Regions from separate parts of the Sus scrofa genome. Here region 2 is linked to region 1. A link is a contact called in public Hi-C data. All regions are on one chromosome and are shown on one strand. The core of a region is the stretch at or near the end of the contact, and the rest is flanking DNA. Distances in the headings are between cores, read along the strand shown.

The links. Hi-C and Micro-C count contacts between places; a contact is called where the count stands out from the background.
Region 2: a Hi-C map of skeletal muscle shows a contact between it and region 1, with 2.5 times the contacts expected there. The contact joins the promoter of E2F5 here to the promoter of LOC100152714 in region 1. A contact is called at or near these places in 5 of 47 Hi-C or Micro-C datasets (fetal heart ventricle, liver and skeletal muscle).

Annotation. Positions count from the first base shown.
Region 1 is chr4:51,466,659-51,471,403 of Sscrofa11.1, forward strand. It overlaps LOC100152714 (carbonic anhydrase 13), which reads right to left and starts at 2,313. Exons shown (of 6, transcript XM_013996643.2): 1 at 2,195-2,313. It overlaps C4H8orf59, which reads left to right and starts at 2,496. Exons shown (of 4, transcript XM_005662997.3): 1 at 2,496-2,838. The coding sequence starts at 2,734.
Region 2 is chr4:51,509,824-51,514,568 of Sscrofa11.1, forward strand. E2F5 (transcription factor E2F5) reads right to left here and starts at 2,794. Exons shown (of 8, transcript XM_005662996.3): 1 at 2,469-2,794. The coding sequence starts at 2,696.

The DNA of each region.
Region 1 (4,745 bases), core at 1,063-3,562:
GATGAACATCTCCTCAGAAAAGAAAATCATGGACTTGGAGAAGAGACTTGTGGCTGCCTGATGGGAGGGGGAGGGAGTGGGAGGGATCAGGAGCTTGGGCTTATCAGACACAACTTAGAATAGATTTACAAGGAGATCCTGCTGAATAGCATTGAGAACTTTGTCTAGATACTCATGTTGCAACAGAAGAAAGGGTGGGGGGAAAAATGTAATTGTAATGTATACATGTAAGGATAACCTGACCCCCTTGCTGTACAGTGGGAAAATAAAAAAATTAAATTAAATTAAATTAAATTAAAAATTAAAAAAATCAAAATAAAATAAACCTTGCCTGGTTATCAAGGCCCTTCATTAGCTCATCTTACCAGCCTCATTTTCAACAGTATCTTCACACCCAGACTTCTCTATTCATACAGGTCTACCTCCACTCCTACAAGGACAGCAAGTCCATTTCTGGGTTTACAGCTTGCTTATGCCATGCTTTATTTCTACAAGGCCTTTTCAGATTTTTTCCCCTAAAACCAACACTCTGTATTCTCCATTAGCTCAGGTTGGAAAACCTTCAGAAAAGGACTAATTTTATTAGCTCAACCAGGACCATTTAATGGGAGAAGAGTGGTTCCCCAGAAAGGAATGCTGAGCAGATAATGAATGTTCTCTGAATGGCCATCTACATGGGAAAGGGAGGCCCAGAGAAATGAAGTAACATTTCCACAACACACTGTTGGTTGTTGACAGAAGTAAAAAAAAAAATTCATGCCTCCTCACTCATATCTCATATAATGTCACTGCTCTTGCCTGTACAACCATGTTATTTCCTAGTGTGTATTTCTATCTCAACTATTCAAGATTAAAGCTAGGTCCATAAGTTTTCATAGACACTATAATGTCATTCCATTGCAACTATTTGTCTTCTGCATATATATCAACAACTTCACATTCACGGAATCATAATACATGCTTTATTTGCTTCAGTATTTGTGGATAACTCTAGCCTTGTGAAAGAATCTAATGCTTTTCGGTCGCTTTGGTGTTGTTTTGGTCCTGCCCCCATGCATTAGGGGCATTTTATACCAGAACTTTAAGGTGTTTTTAAAAATCAGTCTTTAGGAAAAAATACAAAATTTTAATAAAAATACATTGACAAGTAATTATTCCTCATTCCTTAATGTATTCCCTAACTTTTTGTGATTGATATAAATAAAATGATTTACTGTAAAAGTGGCTCATCGGTCTACAAGCAGGCGACTGACTTGGCGGGAAGAGGACTTAACCGAGGGCTAGACCACATGGATTTTGGTTTGGCTTTGTCAGTTACTAGCTGTGTGGATACCCGAAAATGGCTTAGACGCTGAGCCTTAGTATTCTCACTTGCAAAAGGAGAGTGGTATTCTGGCCTTATTTTGATACTATGAGCAAAACTCAAGCACGTTACAAAAGTGATATAAAAATGTCAGGAGTTCCAGTTGTGGCTCAGGGGGCTAAGAACCTGACATAGTCTCCAGGAGGATGGGGGTTCCATCCCTGGCCTTGATCATTGGGTTAAGGATCCCGCAGTTGCCACAAGCTGCAGAGTAGATCGCAGATGCACCTAAGGCTGGAGCTGTAGCTCTGATTTGACCCCTAGCATGGGAACTTCCATATGCCGCGGGTGCGGCCTTAAAAGACCAAATATATATATATATATACACACATATCTTTTTAAAGCAAGAAAACTTCAGTGAGAAAAGTATTTCAACTTTTTGCTCTTTACAGACTCTCCGTTTGGAGATTGTAGCTCTAGATCCCAATCAAGCCCTGGGCGCCACCCAGAGGTGCGCAGCGCCACCTCCTGGGAGGGTGGGCAGAACCAGCTAGCAGTAAACCGCTGAGGACAGACTACCAGGGTTATGGTCTTATAGTCTCCGTGGGTCGGAAGACTCAGACACCCTGGGTGGTTTCTATTTACCCACTCGGAGAATTCGACGCTTGGTTCCAGCCGAGTAGAGGTCCTCAGCTCAGCACAAGGCAAGTGATGTTAATGGGTCAGGACTTCCCATGGCGGGTGGAACTCGCTCTACCCGCGAGGCTTTGGGACATTCAAGAGAGAATGCTCCGCGGCAGGGTTGGCTCTGTGGGCGGGACTACGTAAGGGGGGTGGGAACCAGCTGGTGGGCGGAACCACGCCTACTGCGGGGTTTCGCTCCAAGCTTACCAGGTGGCGGGGCTTCGCTCCGGGTATGGGCTGAGCTTGGAGAGTTGTACTCCGGTCGGTGGGTGGGGCTAGGTCGGTGGGTGGGGCTTATCTCCGCGTAAGGATGATCTCAGGGCCCCGGATTCCGCTCTGTGGGCGGGGCGTTGCCCGGTGGGCGGAACTACGACCGCTATGAGGACTTTTGACTGGCTCCCTCCCCCGGAACTTCCAGGATGCGGGCGCAGGCAGTTGGCGTCACTTGGAGCTTGAGCAGCCGCACGAGGCTTTCGGAAGTCTGGTGAGAGTTTAATAAAGAAATTTTCCAGCGGGCTGGCAGGAGGTTTCCGGGTGTTAGGACAGGATTGGCTTGGCTGCTGTGATTTGGTCGCTTGGTTCTGCCGCTGGATGGCTCAGGCAGCCCTTCTGGGCCAGGCCTGCAGGCCCAGACCTGAATCCCCGTGCCTGCTGGGCCTTCGGCCCATGGCAGGGTACTAGTTTTTGGTTGTCTGGTTGTTTTCTCTGTTTTTTTTTTTTTTGTCTTAGCGCTTCACCTGCAGCATATGGAAGTTCCCAGGCTAGGCGCTGAAACTGAAGCTGCAACTGCTGGCCTACACCACAGCAATAGGGGATCCGAGCTACACCTGCAACCTACGCCACAGCTCAAGGCAAGACTGGATCCTTAACCCACGGAGCAGGGCCAGGGATTGAACTCGTGTCCTCATGGATAGTAGTCGGGTGGGTTGTGGCTGAGCCACAGGGGGTTTTTCTCATGTCATCATTTTCTAAGTGGTTGTCAGAGAAAATCTCAAATCTCACCAAATAGGCTATCACCTTCTCCAGGAAATTTCCTCCAGTCACCAACTCTACTAGATCTTTCCCTCTTGTGATCCTACTTGTATTCTGCTGGTAACAGCACCTTCCATTATGTTTCTTGTGTTTGTGTATATTTCACATGTAGTATTATCAGTTCTGACCACACTTGGCTAGTAGTATTAAAGAATACTAGGTGAGTGGTTGGATCTTGGATACTTATCGGAAGGATTTTGGATTATTTAATTTGGGGATGATTTATTATGTGTATTTTATGCTTCTTTAATGATCATGTGTTTTCTACTCAGTTCACTTTTTTTTTTTTAATTAGAATGCTGTGGGGGTTCAAAAGCACTATTGGGGTTGCTGTCTCTGTTAAATAGTTTCCTGAGGCTGACCATTGAAGGAGAGTATACATTTCAGTCAATAGAGAGGATGTGAGCAAAAGAAAGAAAGGGAGAACATGCAAAGTGTTTTCAAAGAATAATTAGTGCACTAGGCCAGGTGGATATAGAGAAGGAGCAGGGGATACCTTTGACAGATTTATGCTAGAGCCAGGACAAAGCATATTGCTTCTTGTGGTTTGGAAGAACCATTGGAGGATTTTATTTTATTTTATTTTATTTTTTGGCCTCCCAGAGGCATATGGAGTTCCCAGGCCAGGGATCAGATCCAAGTCGCAGTTGCCACCTAAGCTGCAGCTGCCACAACACCAAATCCTTAACTCTCTATGCTGGATTGGGGATAGAACCTTCATCCCCAGGCTTGGTTCAGATCTGATCTCAAGAAGCCTCAGATCCCATTGTGCAACAGTGGGAACTCCCTTTGGAGGATTTTAATACTGGGATGGTTCATTTCCTACCACTATGCAATATAGACTTAAATGCATATGGCTTAAGCCAGGAGTTAACAATCTTTCTGAAAAGGACCAAAAAGTAAATCTTTCAGGCTCTGCAGTCCACAGTTGTAGCAGGAAAGCTGCCCCTACAATATGTAATCCAATGGACATAGCTGTGTTCTAATAAAACTTCATTTACTAAAGTGGGTACCTGACCTGATTTGGTCCATGGGTATAGTTTGTCCCAAGACATAGTCTAACCAAATAGACCTAGGGACTAAAGCAGTAACCCAGCCCTGAACGAGGCAGTACTAAATCATATTTTTGTATTGCATTTTCATTTGTATATGAGAGGCTGTGTCACATAGTGAGAGCCCTCGATCTAGTCTGCCTAGATTTGAATCTTGGCATTCCTTGATTACTAACAGTGTAACAATGGCCAAATTAATTTTTCTTTGTATCAGTTTTTTTTTTTTAATGTAAAATGAAGGTAAAGCAGTACCTCCTACAAAGTGGTATTGTTAGGAGTAAACTAGTTAAAGCACATAAAATGTTAGGATAGTGCTTGTGTATGTAGTAAAAGCTCAATTAATCTTTTTTTTTTTTTTTTTTTAGCTATTTCTTGGGCCGCTCCCGTGGCATATGGAGCTTCCCAGGCTAGGGGTCGAATCGGAGCTGTAGCTGCAGGCCTACGCCAGAGCCACAGCAATGCAGGATCCAAGCCGCGTCTGCAGCCTACACCACAGCTCATGGCAACTCCAGATTGTTATCCCACTGAGCAAGGGCAGGGATCGCACCCGCAACCTCATGGTTCCTAGTCGGATTCGTTAACCACGGCGCCACGACGGGAACTCCAGTAAATCTTAACTATTAAAATTATTTAAATTGTTCTTTTCATGCATTAAGAATAGATTTGAGATGTTT
Region 2 (4,745 bases), core at 1,544-4,043, 44 kb after region 1:
ATAAGATTTTATTATGTACAAACATATGTAAATAAATGAAATATATATTTGTATATATGTGAAAAAGAATGAAAAACTGGTCTCATTTACTGGACTGAAGTAAAAAAATCATTAATACAATGAGACCTAATATTACTGCAGAAACCTCTGAACTTTTAGGAAAATTCCAGGATGAATGAAACAATGTTATCAGGAAATATTAAACTTTACTTCCCACTCACTGCCTCTGTAAACTTCTGGACAGCAAAATCTGGCCACAGATGAAACAGGAGGAAGCCAAAGATTTAGGGGAAAGCAAGGACAAATTTCCATCATATTCCAAGGCAAGCTGTGAGAAAAGCTCTCAAAAGTCAGCCCCTCAGAATTCAGTTGCATCTGGAAAACCCCAAACTTCCCTGATTCTTTATTGGAGTCACAGGCTTTTTTTTTTTTTTTTTTTGGTTGCACCCATAGCATGTAGAAGTTCCCGGGGCAGGGGTCAAACCCACGCTACAGCAGTGACCCAAGCCTCAGCAGCAACAACACCAGATCTTGAACCCACTGAACCACAAGGGAACTCCCTGAATTTTAGCCTTTTTTTTTTTTTTTTTTGGTCTTTTTATCTTTTATGCATCTGCAGCATATGGAGGTTCCCAGGTTAGGGGTACAAATAGGAACTGCAGCCACCGGCCTACCCCAGAGCCACAGCAACATGGGATCCAAGCTGCATCTGCCACCTACACCACAGCTCACATCAACACTGGATCCTTAACCTAATTAATCCACTGAGCAAGGCCAGGGATCCAACCCTTGACCTCATGGAAACTAGTCGGATCTCCTAACCCCTGATCTACGATGGGAACTCCCTAGATTTTCAAATAGTAGTTTGCAAGGTAGGTTTGGAAACATCCCTGTCTTTCAAAGATGACCTCATGACTTCCTATGAAATTCTTTAAACAAAAATCCATTTTAGTTCACAATTTAAATACATACATGTCATAAAGCACTTTAAGGGAGAGAGGGAAGGAGAGGGAGTGGGGAAAAAAAGAAAACAAGTATTTCTAAAAGTGCAGGAAAATTTCAGGAGTAATACTTCAAAAAAAATAGTAGAAACTTTTCCCCAAATGCAAAATATGTGCATCGTGCCTTATTTGTATGAAGTAGAACAATTTCGGTAATTCAGGAGTCATTTACGCAACACTTACTACACCCAGGGAAAGGAGAGGACATTCAAAGACATACCTCACCTCCCAGACTGTCCTCAGATGAGAACCTCTAGCAAAGGACATCAAATTGGCCTCTGTGAGTCTTAGTCTCAGGTCAAGGAGTACTAGAAGATGCTGTCCTACTCAGACGGTGCTTCTGTTACCCTAAGCATAGCCTTGAGGATTGCAGTCATCCTCTCAAGCTAGGTACGGTGGTCCTGGCACTTCCATAGGTGCTGGGACCAATTCTCAGTGTTAACCCCAGATTTAGGGGTAGTGCCTAGGAGGCGTCTACAGTAATTACTGATTCATTAGTAATTTTTGTTTGTTTTTAAAGCTTTAGTTTTTACTTAAACATGGTGCGCTGGTTGAATTTTAATTCAAGGGATCACATCTCTTGTTTCTCAGCGCTATGGAATCCTTCCAAACCCTGACTGGAACGGTTAGGTCATTTTATTTAACGGAACGGCTTTTGATGTATGTTGTGGTTTGAAAATTCCGAACTCAACTGCAGTAAAAGATCTCATGAAATAGGAGTTTGCTGAGCGCTTCTCCTTGCATCAAAGTTATAAAACATCCCCTTTCCGTGTGACGGCAAATCTCATTTTTAGAAATCTATATCAGATCCTTCTAAGTCACAAATCAAATACCCCTCTTAGTCACCAAAATGATAAAAAGAAATATACAAGGAAGAAGTTTTTTCTTTTAATTACTACCATTATTTTAACAGGGAGGGCTATGAAGAGTTCACTTTATTTTGTTTCATCCAGGAGAGGTGGCAAAACTGGGTTTTGTTTGCTTATTTGCTGGCTTGTTTAAACAACTTGATCACGGTCTAAGCTAGAATCGCCTATTAAAACCAACAATGCCCAACAGGAAAAAATCAATCCCGACGGTGTCCTGGGCAAAGCGCCCAGATACCCTCTGTGCCTCTGCCACAGGTGGACGCGGAGCAGCAAGGGCACTCAGTCGTCCTCGGGTCTCCGCGCCCCGAGACAGAAGCCACGCGCGCGCGCTGGAGCTCCTGGGCTCTTTGTCGAGAGCCCGGCGCGGCGCCGGGCCCCATTGGTTAAGCGGCTGGTCCGGGCCATCCTGGTCCCTCGTCCCTCCCCCCCATCCCGAAGTCCAGGGCCTGGGCGCAGGCCACGTGGCCACTGCGCTCAGGTCGTGAGATCCCCGCGCGGAGCGTTCACACCACGTCCCCCGACCCACGCGGCAAGGGGATGGGCTTCTCCCCCGGCCGCAGGATCTGAAGTCCGCCCCCTCCCCGCCTCCTACGCTCACCGCTTTGAGATCCAGGACGCCGTCCTTGGCCTCCTGCAGCAGCGACACGAACTTGGTGGTAAGCAGCCCCAGGCTCTTCTCGTGCCTGCTGCTGCCGCCCCCGCCGCCCCCGAGTGGCTGCTGCGGGGGTGGGGGCTGCGCCTGGGACGGCGGCGGCTGCGGCCGCTGGCCCTGCCCTTGGCCCTCCGGTGCCGGCTGCCCAGAGCTTGCGGGCTCGGCCGCCGCCATCGCGTCCCCGCACCGCAGTGGTGCGGACCTCGCGCTCGGCCACCTGCCGGGTCTGCTCCGGGCCACCTCTATCGCCGCCCCTGCAGCCGCCGCCGGCCGAGGGCGGGACGAAGGGTTGCGGGCGCTTGCAAACAACAGGTGCGCGGGGCCCACCGGCCTCTGGGCCGCTCGGCTTGCCGGGCCTCCGCCCCCTCCCCGAGCCCTGGACCCAAGAAGGAAGCCCACGACTGAGGGGAGGGGGAGTGGAAGCGAGGAGAAGGGGCGGCGAGGGGTGGGGACCTGAGTTTAAATGGCAGGAAGTGACGCCGCGGCCCGCCGTTGCTTGGAAACGCATTTTTCTGTAGGAAGGAGGGGAGAGCAGAAGGGAGCGTCGAGGAGTGGGTTTCAGCTCGCCTCTCTGCTGTTGGAGTGCCACCCCCAGGACCAGCGACCTCCCGCTACAACGCTTGGAGGAAAAAAATGAAACGAAAACACTCTGCTTGGTGGCCATCGATTTCTGACCTGCTGGATCTCTACAACCTCACGGGACTAGCCGTCCGCTGAATACCTTCATTGGGGATTTCTGCTGTCTTGGTCCTTTCCAACTTTAGAATCCTTTGCAAGTATTTCAATGCCTCTGATCAAGTGCAAGGTTTTATTCCGATCATCTTTTTAGATTCGGGATATGGGAAAAGCAGAATAATGGAGCAGTATAGGTAGAGGTACTGAGGTGTAGAGGGAGAGGCTGTGACTCGCCCAAAGACTCGCCACTGGACTCCAGATTTCCTTCATTTAAAATTGTTCTTAATACCGTATTGCAACCAAGCTATGTAGTATTATTTAGAATATTAGGCAGTCGTAAGATTTTTATGTTTTTTGATAGCCCAAACTATCAAAATGAGAAATGAGATAACGCAGATCTGAGTAAAAGTTTTTTTCTCATTCGATTACACACTCTTGAGGGTTGGGAGAAATTCTAAATAAATTGGTATCACACGCAACACTTTTAATATAGTAGATGCCCAATAAATATTAGGGGAATGAAAATTCCATATGATGATAATTCATCAAGAAAGTCTCATGCAAGACATATTTCTAATTTAAAATAACAGTAAACTAGCAAAAAAGGGTCACTGGAATGAAGTAAAACAGTAACATTAGAGAGTAAAATTGGACACACCATTTAAGTTTAATATTTGTTTCCAATTCATAGGACAGAACTTTATGAATAACCAGATAGACTTTTTTTTTTTTTTTCTCCTCTTCACCAGGGGCATATGGAAGTTCCCAAGCTAGGGGTCTAATTGGAGCTGCAGCTGCCAGCCTATGACACAGCAACACTGGATCCAAGCTTGGACTGTGACCTATGCCACAGCTCACAGCAGCGCCAGACCCTTTAACCTGCTAAGCAATGCCAGGGATCTAACCCTCATCCTCATGGATACTAGTTGGGTTCCTAACCTGCTGAGCCATAATGGGAACTCCCTAAAAACGTGTGTTTGTCTGTGTCTTTGCTTGGGCTAGTGTAACGAAAATACCATAGACAGTGTCCGTTAAACAACAGAAATTTTATTTTCTCACAGTTCTGGAGGCAGGAAGTTCAAGATCAGGGTGCCAGAATAATCAGGTTCTAGTGAGGGCTCTCTTCCTGGCTTGCAGATGGCCACCTTCTCTCTGTCTTCACATGGCGAAGAGTGCAAGCAAGCCCAATAATGTCTCTTATAAGGACACTAATCTCATCATGAGGACCCCACTCTTGTGATCTTGTCTAAGCCTATACCTCCCAAAGGCTTCCTCTCCAAATGCCATCACGTTTAGGGCCACACCCACAGCCCTAGTGCTTATAATATACACATTTGGGGAAGATACATAGCATGTAGTATTCATTCATAACTATTTAGTAATTTTGCTTGTTTGTTTTGTTTTGTATTTTTTGGCCACAGTCACAGCATATGGAAGTTCCCAGGCTAGGGATCGAATCTGAACTGGAGCTGCAACCTTTGCCACAGCTGTGGCAACACTGGATCTGTAACCCACTGTTCCTGCACAGCAGAAACTCCCTATTTTGGT